Linked DNA regions of Manis pentadactyla: region 1 is linked to region 2. A link is a contact called in public Hi-C data. All regions are on one chromosome and are shown on one strand. The core of a region is the stretch at or near the end of the contact, and the rest is flanking DNA. Distances in the headings are between cores, read along the strand shown.

Evidence for each region. A called contact is a pair of places that touch in the nucleus more often than the background predicts.
Region 1: a contact with region 2 is called in a Hi-C map of skin fibroblasts, with 5 times the contacts expected there. The contact joins the promoter of LSG1 here to the promoter of XXYLT1 in region 2. A contact is called at or near these places in 3 of 3 Hi-C or Micro-C datasets (blood, fibroblasts and skin fibroblasts).

What each region holds. Positions count from the first base shown.
Region 1 is chr1:123,236,051-123,240,060 of mManPen7.hap1, reverse strand. It overlaps LSG1 (large 60S subunit nuclear export GTPase 1), which reads left to right and starts at 1,997. Exons shown (of 14, transcript XM_036875366.2): 1 at 1,997-2,150; 2 at 3,609-3,735. The coding sequence starts at 2,052.
Region 2 is chr1:123,711,933-123,715,981 of mManPen7.hap1, reverse strand. It overlaps XXYLT1 (xyloside xylosyltransferase 1), which reads left to right and starts at 2,305. Exons shown (of 5, transcript XM_057501364.1): 1 at 2,305-2,926. The coding sequence starts at 2,423.

The sequences.
Region 1 (4,010 bases), core at 748-3,247, 480 kb after region 2:
ATTCTCACCTGTATTTATTCAGCTGTGAAAACTGGTATCCCACAAACTACTGGACAATGATCTTGCAGCACTATCAGATTTGCTATCTCTGCAGGACAGAGATTATTATTATCCCCATTAAGATGAGAAAACTTGAGGTTTAGTTCTTTTTTGATGGTAGATTTAAGGAATGCCTTAGGGGGAACATTAGAATCATTTACACCCTATTTGTCAGCTAAGAGAAGTTGCTATTTTAATCCTACAATGTTGGGGTCCTTTTTGACTCCCCACCAGTTTTGACTTAATTATCAAGGCTTGATTTGGTCAGGATATTTTGGAGTCCATGAGAAGAATGGCAGTAGAAACCCAAAGTGCTTAGTTTTTCTAAATCTCTAGAGGTGACACAATCTGGAACAGAAAACAAGGGTGAAGTTCCACGTTACTGCTTGAGCTCTAGGATAAGATGGCAGGTGTCTTTATATCATCTGTTGCTGCTGTCATGAGAATGTAAAATCCATTTAATCTAACTTTATAAATTAGTTTTATCTTTAAGCACTCAGCCAAAAGAATGCCAGGAACTGTCTGCTTATTCTCTTCCATGGGTCTTTTCCATATCTTACTTCTGGAGATTATGTTTAAGTTTTTAAGATATACTATTTCTAAGTTGGGAAATGGGAGAAACTGTGTTCTGATGCAATCCTTGGCAGGTCTATGAGCACTGCCTTCCCAAAGGTTCCTCAGCTACTACACTGCTTGTCAGCAATCCCTTGGGTATTTCCTAACGTTCACTCCAATTCAGTAAGAGTCAGCAGTGAGGTGTAGCACACAATAGGCTTGGCAGGGAATCCAGAGATGGGTGGTGTATGGTCTCAGCTCTGCATGCCCTAACTTTACTTTTAGCCAGTCCACTTCAGTGCCTTCATCTGCACCAGAGGGAGTGGACTTCTGGTACTCAAAGTGTGGCCCGTGGACCAGACCAGCAGCATGGGCATTACCTGCAAGCTTGTTAGAAGTAGTGTCCCTGGTCCCACTCCAGACCTTATTAGTCAGAATTCGCAAATGAGATTTCCAGGAGGATTCATATGCATATTAAAGTTTGAGAAGCACTGGGTTCTAAAATACGTACGAACAAACCTCATTCTCCCTGTTCTGCAGGAACTTGGGTTTGACTCCTGACATCACGCACATTCTATTCTATAACTTGGGCAACCTGATTTCTCTCTGAGAATAGTTAACACTAAGGTGGTTCTCCGCGTTACTGACATGTAGGTAAAACGCCCAGAACCCACATAACTCTAACCCAAATTTTTATATTCCCATTATAATTAGGCACAAAAGCCCAGGCGTAAGAGTGGAGCCAGATGTTAACACTTTAGTTGTAGGAAATTTTAAGTAACAATTCTAAGTGCAACTTATAAACCTTTTTAAAAAATTTTTTTTGAAATAAAGCATTTAAGTCAGATCTTGTTGGTTTTCCATGCAAACTTGTCAAGCTCTGCAAACATTATTCATCCTTCCATTCAGAAGTACCATCCAGACAGGGACTACTCTTACGGTTTCGCAAATCGAGAAAACTTAAGTACACAAAAAGCTATTTAATTGCTGGGCTTGACCGCGCCTTGGGACGCTGGCGGAGAACTAGCGCCACCTCGCGTGGCAGAAATATACTTTACCCGAGTATACTTTTTCCTTGGGACGAAAACAGCCGAGAGGCGGGGGCTACTACAGAGAATACAATCAGCCATCTTTTCCATCGCTCTCAGTTCCTCGCCGGACGCTAAGGACAGATGCACAAATCTGGAAGCTACCATTCTTTTATCAGTCTACCAAATATGAAAGAATCACAGAGATATCCATAGAAAACTAAGTTCTCAGGCCATTTTTACATTTATTTTCTATAATACTGGCAAATGCGAGATATATAAAGGCAGTTTGGTTCAGGTTATTCCATTTATCTTTAACTCGTGTCTTCATTTCTTGGGCTAGCTCAAACGTCACTTCCGGGGATCCAGTCTTGAAAACCGGAAAACGTGCGGTCTCAGTGCAGAACGTTCGTGCGACCGTGTGTGGCAATGGGTCGGAGGAAAGCTACGGGGAGTGGGTCCCTGGGTCGGGCCCTTATCCGCCATCAGACTCAGCGGAGCCGTAGTCACGGGCACACCGACTCCTGGGTAAGACTGACATCGCCGTCTTTCTGAGCTTTTCTGTGTAGTTATGCGAATCTGAATGCTTCAAAACCTGGGGTCAAAGCTCATGAAGAAATTTTCCGGAGAAATTGACGCCTAAATAGGGTTTGCAGGATGAGTAAGGCTAAGTTGCAGGATGAGTATGGCCACACAGATAGGTAGGTCCTCTTTTTAGCCAGGCATGGGCACAGAAGTGGAGGCTTGAGGGCATGTGATGATAAGGCTGAAGTGAGATCTTGAAGGGTCTTGAACGTCGAGATAATAACTTACCTTATAAGCCACGGGAGCGTTTGAGTAGGAAATTTATTCTTTTTATATTTGTTCGAAGAACTGACCGTTCAACAGCGGCTGGTTACTACTAGAAAAATAAAAATAAATCTCTGCTTCAACCTTATTCCCTAGTGGTTTCGTTCCAAGATGAGCGATTCATTTGCAAAATGTGTCGGGTCCGCCTGATACATCCCTGGCCCTAGGGATGATCATAGTTTTACTTGTTTTTGCTATTTTGGCCACTCATAACCCCACGTGCTTGAGACTCACTAAGATCTCAGTATCAGTCTGTGTTAAAGTCAAAGATGTCCCTGGTGTTGTGAGCCACTATCACACCACCTGATTTCCATCTATATAATAAGCAGAGCAGACAGTTGCATCTATATTCAAAAGAACACAGTTACTCTCTGGACATGAGGTTACTGATAACTTTATTTGATTTTTAAGCAACTTGCTATTAATGTAACCTTTAGGAGGTGGTGGGAAGATTGCAAAGGAATTCTAAAGAACTGGATTCTAATCCTTACTCTGATTTTTCTGTTTCCCTGGCCTTGGGCAAACCACCTCATCTTTTAACCTTCAGTTTTCTTATTTATTTGTACCTGTATTGAGTATGTAGCTAGGATGGTGTTCATCAAACTCTGGTTTGTGTCTGGATATCAGTTAAGTAGGTGACATCATCTCGTTTCAATAGAATTCAAAATACCATAGAGTATTACATAGCAAGGTAAGGTAACTTTGTTTCAGGATTCTTTTGCTTCCATTTTATTATACTGAATGGTACACGTTCTTTTCACTGTGTGTATCACAGCATTTGGGTCACTATGAAAAATGTATTTCTTATTCTGGACCTCCATCAAAAATTTTTGACTATGGCTGAACCTAGAGAGTCTGGGTTCAAATTCTTCCTCTGCCGATTATTAGCTGCAACTGAGGAAAGTTGTTTTATCTATTTAAGCTTGTTTCCTCATCAGTTAAATAGAAATACAATAAAATTTGCTTCAAAAAAGTTTCAAAAATTAAGTGAAATAATGAGTGGAATGTCACCAACTATTGTTAGTATTGACTCTAAAGGGACTGACACCACTCTCAAGGCCACAGAATAGTTCCTTGGGAGTGTAGAGTTTGGGTGTTCGACAGCAGCTGTATTATTACCCTGTGTTTTATTCATAGTTGCACACAAGTGAACTCAATGATGGCTATGACTGGGGTCGTCTTAATCTTCAGTCTGTGACTGAACAGAGCTCCCTTGATGACTTCCTGGCAACTGCAGAACTTGCAGGAACAGAGTTTGTAGCTGGTAAGTCATCTGTCACTGAGTGTATGTGATACCTGTAACATTTCTATCTTTGCTGATTAGATACAAAAAAGTGTACTTGGAAGTGTTTTTCCGACCTGACTATACTCATAAACAAGCTGTCTTTAACCCAAAGGCAGATAGATATCCCAGAAGCAGTGTGGGAAGGTCCAGTTGAATTCAAGTTGTGAGGTACAAAATGTGCCAGTTCTAAATTTAGCTCTAAAAAACATTTCAGGTTATATATCATCTTATCAAGCTCAAGAAACTCACTCAGA
Region 2 (4,049 bases), core at 1,056-3,555:
GAACTTGACCAAAGTTAGTTAGCACTGAAGGATTATTATGTTCACCAAAGTTCTTTGTCTAGTTAGCCATGTTATTACACACCCAGATACACCTATTTTAAGTTGAGAAAATAGCACGTATCACCACCTAACACTACGTACTTTTTCTTGTTTTCTGCTGCTGGAATGTAAGCTCTATGAGGGCAGGGATTTTTGGTTTTTTTTCACTACTGTATCCCCAGGTGCTACAGTGTTTGGCATGTAGTATAGTCACTTGGTGTCTATTGAATAAATGACTAGCTACCTTCAGCTGACTATTTTAGTTCCAGTCAGCAATGTATTTCAGGAAGCTGCAACATTAGTTTTCTTCATAGCCAAAGAGTTGAGTGAGAATGAAGAAACTACTGCTTAGAGATAAGACCAGTCTTCTGAATATTTTCCTGTGTGTCTACCGACTTTGTAGGTAAAATTTAAATCATCATATTATTCATTTCTTACCCATAAGTTCCAGGAGTAGTGATATTGGAAAGGTCTGAAAAATAAAATATTTCTTTATTAAATTCTAGAATAAGTGGTAGAGGAAAAAAACCCACCTTGTTGATGGTGTAGGTGGAGGAACTAAAAGGTGCAATTACAGAATTATTTCTCCATTATTAACGAACTAGTTAGAATGTAATAATACATCTGTAACACTGCTGTGGGAATTCTGTATAATGTGTAATAAAGTCTTAATGGAGATTTGTAAATCTTGAAAAGCTATGGTTGCTAAATTACATTTTGGTACTTGTTGAATACTTGTTTGGTACTTGTTGGTACTTAGACTTTTTTTTTACAGTTTGATGTTTCTGGCATAGTTTACACTGTTAACTATCTATTGTCTCATAATCTGTGAGGCATTAAGTACTTGGATTAGCCCCATTTTACCTATGGGTATAACTGCAGCTCAGAGTTTTTAAATAACTTGACTGAAGTCTTAACTTGTGGTAGAGCTGGACTATTAGCCTGAAGTCCAACTCTCTTCACTTGGGAGCTTCCTCTCTTAACCACAGTGTCATCTGCTCAAGGTTGTGGTAAAACACACAACTCAGAGCTTAGGTTGCTGCTTTCAGGGCTAATCTTGAGCTTGGGCTTTAGAAGCACTTAGACTTGGCTTGGGATCCTGGCTCCATTACTTACTAGCCAACTAGATTTGGGCAATTTACTTCTCTATATCTCAATTTCCTCAATTATAAAGTGCAAATAGTATCTCTACCTCATAGAATTTTGAGCATTAAATAAACTCAAGTAAGAACCTGTTATTCAAATGAGTTAATTCTGCTTATTGTTTTTTTTCAAGGTGGACAGTATGAACTGAATTTCTTGCTAAACCTGATTCAGAGGTCCTGTGTTTTTTCAGAAAAGTGTTGCTCCATTTGAAAATAAGTTAACAGATGAATTGTGATTCTGGGAATCACACTTTGAGAAATAATGGCGTGGCAGACCATTTGTGCACGTTTACTTAAACACTATGGTACATCATCAGTCCTTGGAAGATTGGAAGCTAATGAGCTTTTTATGTAGTTGGTAGTGTACAACTATCTAGGGTCAAAACTGCCACTGTGTGATCTTGGGCAGGCTACCTTAGGGTGCCAAAGTTAGGAATTTGAAAAACTCCCAGGTACACATTAAGGCTCTTTTAAGGTGCTAAAAGTTTGTTAAAAAAAAAAAATTAGTATCACAATCTCTGGCGTTACCCTACCCCCCTGGGGCTCTGAACTATCCTTGTTTGGGGTAGCGGGGTCCCCCTGCTGGACACATCCTTTAGCTTGCCTCATCCTTTAGCTTGCCTCTCCTTGGCCACATAAGTGCCAAGTGAGGTGGGCAGGCGATTTCCCCCCCAGGTGTCATTCCTACTTTACAGTGAATGGGGAAGGAACTTGCTAGTTTAAATTCCTTAGACTCAGCTGGCCTCCCAGATGTTAACGAAGTCTGAGAGAGGGCTTAAAGCCTCCAAGAAATTAGGATAAAAGTGGTATAGAGATAAAAATTTTCCCTCTTTGTGCGTCCAGCTGAGTCTTTTTCTAACCGAACGCCCTGAGTGGGGCAGCTCAATTCCTTTCAAGGCCCAGCTTCGGTTTCTAACATCTGGGGATTGAGCACTGAAGCAGGCCGGTGTTCATAGACCGTGCCGCGCTCGGGCCTTCCCTAATCTTAAGTCCTCACCGGCTACTCAGACCACCGAACGTTGGTTACCAGCCCTGATCTAAATCCTCTGTATCTAGGACCCAGTGGCTGCCGGGCAGCCCTGGCTCCGCTTCTTCGCTCATTAGGGCCCTCGGATTGGCTCGGGGAGGCGAGGCTCCGCCCCCGCCATGGCCGCTGCCCGCCGCCGGGACTAAGTGGCTGCCGGGTTACTAGTCTCCTCGGTCCATCCCGCACTGCTGGGTCCGCCGGCCGGTGGCGCATGGGTCTCCTTCGAGGCTGGCCCCCATGTTCCCGGGCCATGGCGCGACTAGGCGCTGTGCGATCCCACTACTGTGCTTTGCTGCTAGCCGCGGCGCTTGCTGTCTGTGCCTTCTACTACCTCGGCTCGGGCCGGGAGACCTTCTCCAGCGCCACCAAGAGGCTGAAGGAGGCCCGCCTTGGGGCCCCCGCCGCGCCCTCGCCGCCCGCGCCAGAGGTGGCGCGGGGCTCTGTGGCACCGGCCCCGGGCGCCAAGGCCAAGAGCCTGGACGGCGGCGGGACTGGGCCGGTGGACTACCACCTGCTAATGATGTTCACCAAGGCGGAACACAATGCGGCGCTGCAGGCCAAGGCCCGCGTCGCGCTCCGTTCTCTGCTGCGCCTCGCCAAGTTCGAGGCGCACGAGGTGCTTAATATGCACTTCGTGAGCGAGGAGGCCAGCCGCGAGGTGGCCAAGGCCTTGCTGCGGGAGCTGCTGCCGCCCGCCGCCGGTTTCAAGTGCAAGGTGAGTGGGGGCCACAGCTGGGAGCTTCTGGGGAGTGGCCCACTCGTCCCGCGCGGTTAGTGCGCGCACCAGGCCAGGCTCCAGGGGTCTGGAGGTGGGTGTCTTCGTTGCGCTGCCCACTGCCAACGCTGGAGGCATCGTCTGGGGGCGGGTCCAAGAGCCAGACGCACTCAGCTGGTCTAAGAGTGGAGCCGTGAGGTTAACTCACCACCTTGACCAGGCCTCCCCGCAAAAGGGGCCCCTCTCGAGAACTGAGAATTGGCACGCCTCCTCTTTGCTAATTTTGTAGGATTCAGCAAAGCCTTCAGAGTCTGCACCTCTTTTCTCTTGACTTCTGAGAATGGAGCGGGTCATTTGAAGGCACAAATAGTTACACTGTGCAGAGTGTGCTGGATAAGGCCTTAATGAGGCAGTTGAAGTTGAAGTGACATTTCTTACAGCAACTAGTCAAGCCCAAGCCCAGGCATGTGAGCCATCTCCTTCCCTCTCTGTGTCCCCTTCTCCACTTCCCTCAAAGGTCATGAACCCATTTAGGTTCCTCTACAAGAGGAAGAGACAGTTCTGAGGTACAGATATGATCTGGGGAGAGCAGAGCAGAGCTAGCCACCTTGTCCCAGGCTGGACCAGCCTGCCTCTGTGGCAGCTCCCACCTCTTCCTTCACCTACTGGCTCTGCTTGTCAAAGCTTGGGTTCCTAGCTTAGTGTGAATTGCCGCAGTCAAATAGCTTGCCTCATTTTTGACCTCATAGTTGTACAGAGAGGATCCAAGGTCTAATTTTTGGGAGAAGTAGTCTGTGAACTTAAAGGATGGAGATGGATGTTGGTGAGGAGACGAGCAGTGAGGCAAGAGTAGTGTTCAGTATGTGTGCCCAGTGAGTGACTAAGGGGAGCTGCTGCTAGGATTCTGGAGGTTCAGGAGTCTGTGGTGGCTCTTTGTTGCCTTGCTTTTCATCCTTCCCCTAGTGGATCTTCGATTTTAGTTTTGCAGATGTGCCTTTACACAGCTGTACTCTACCCAGAGTGTTCTTCCTTTCCTCCTGGGCCTTTGGCCACTCTTTCTTTAGCTTCCACCTTTCCTGGGAATGTCCCTAGACTTGGGGACAGTCCATGCCCAGCCCTCCAC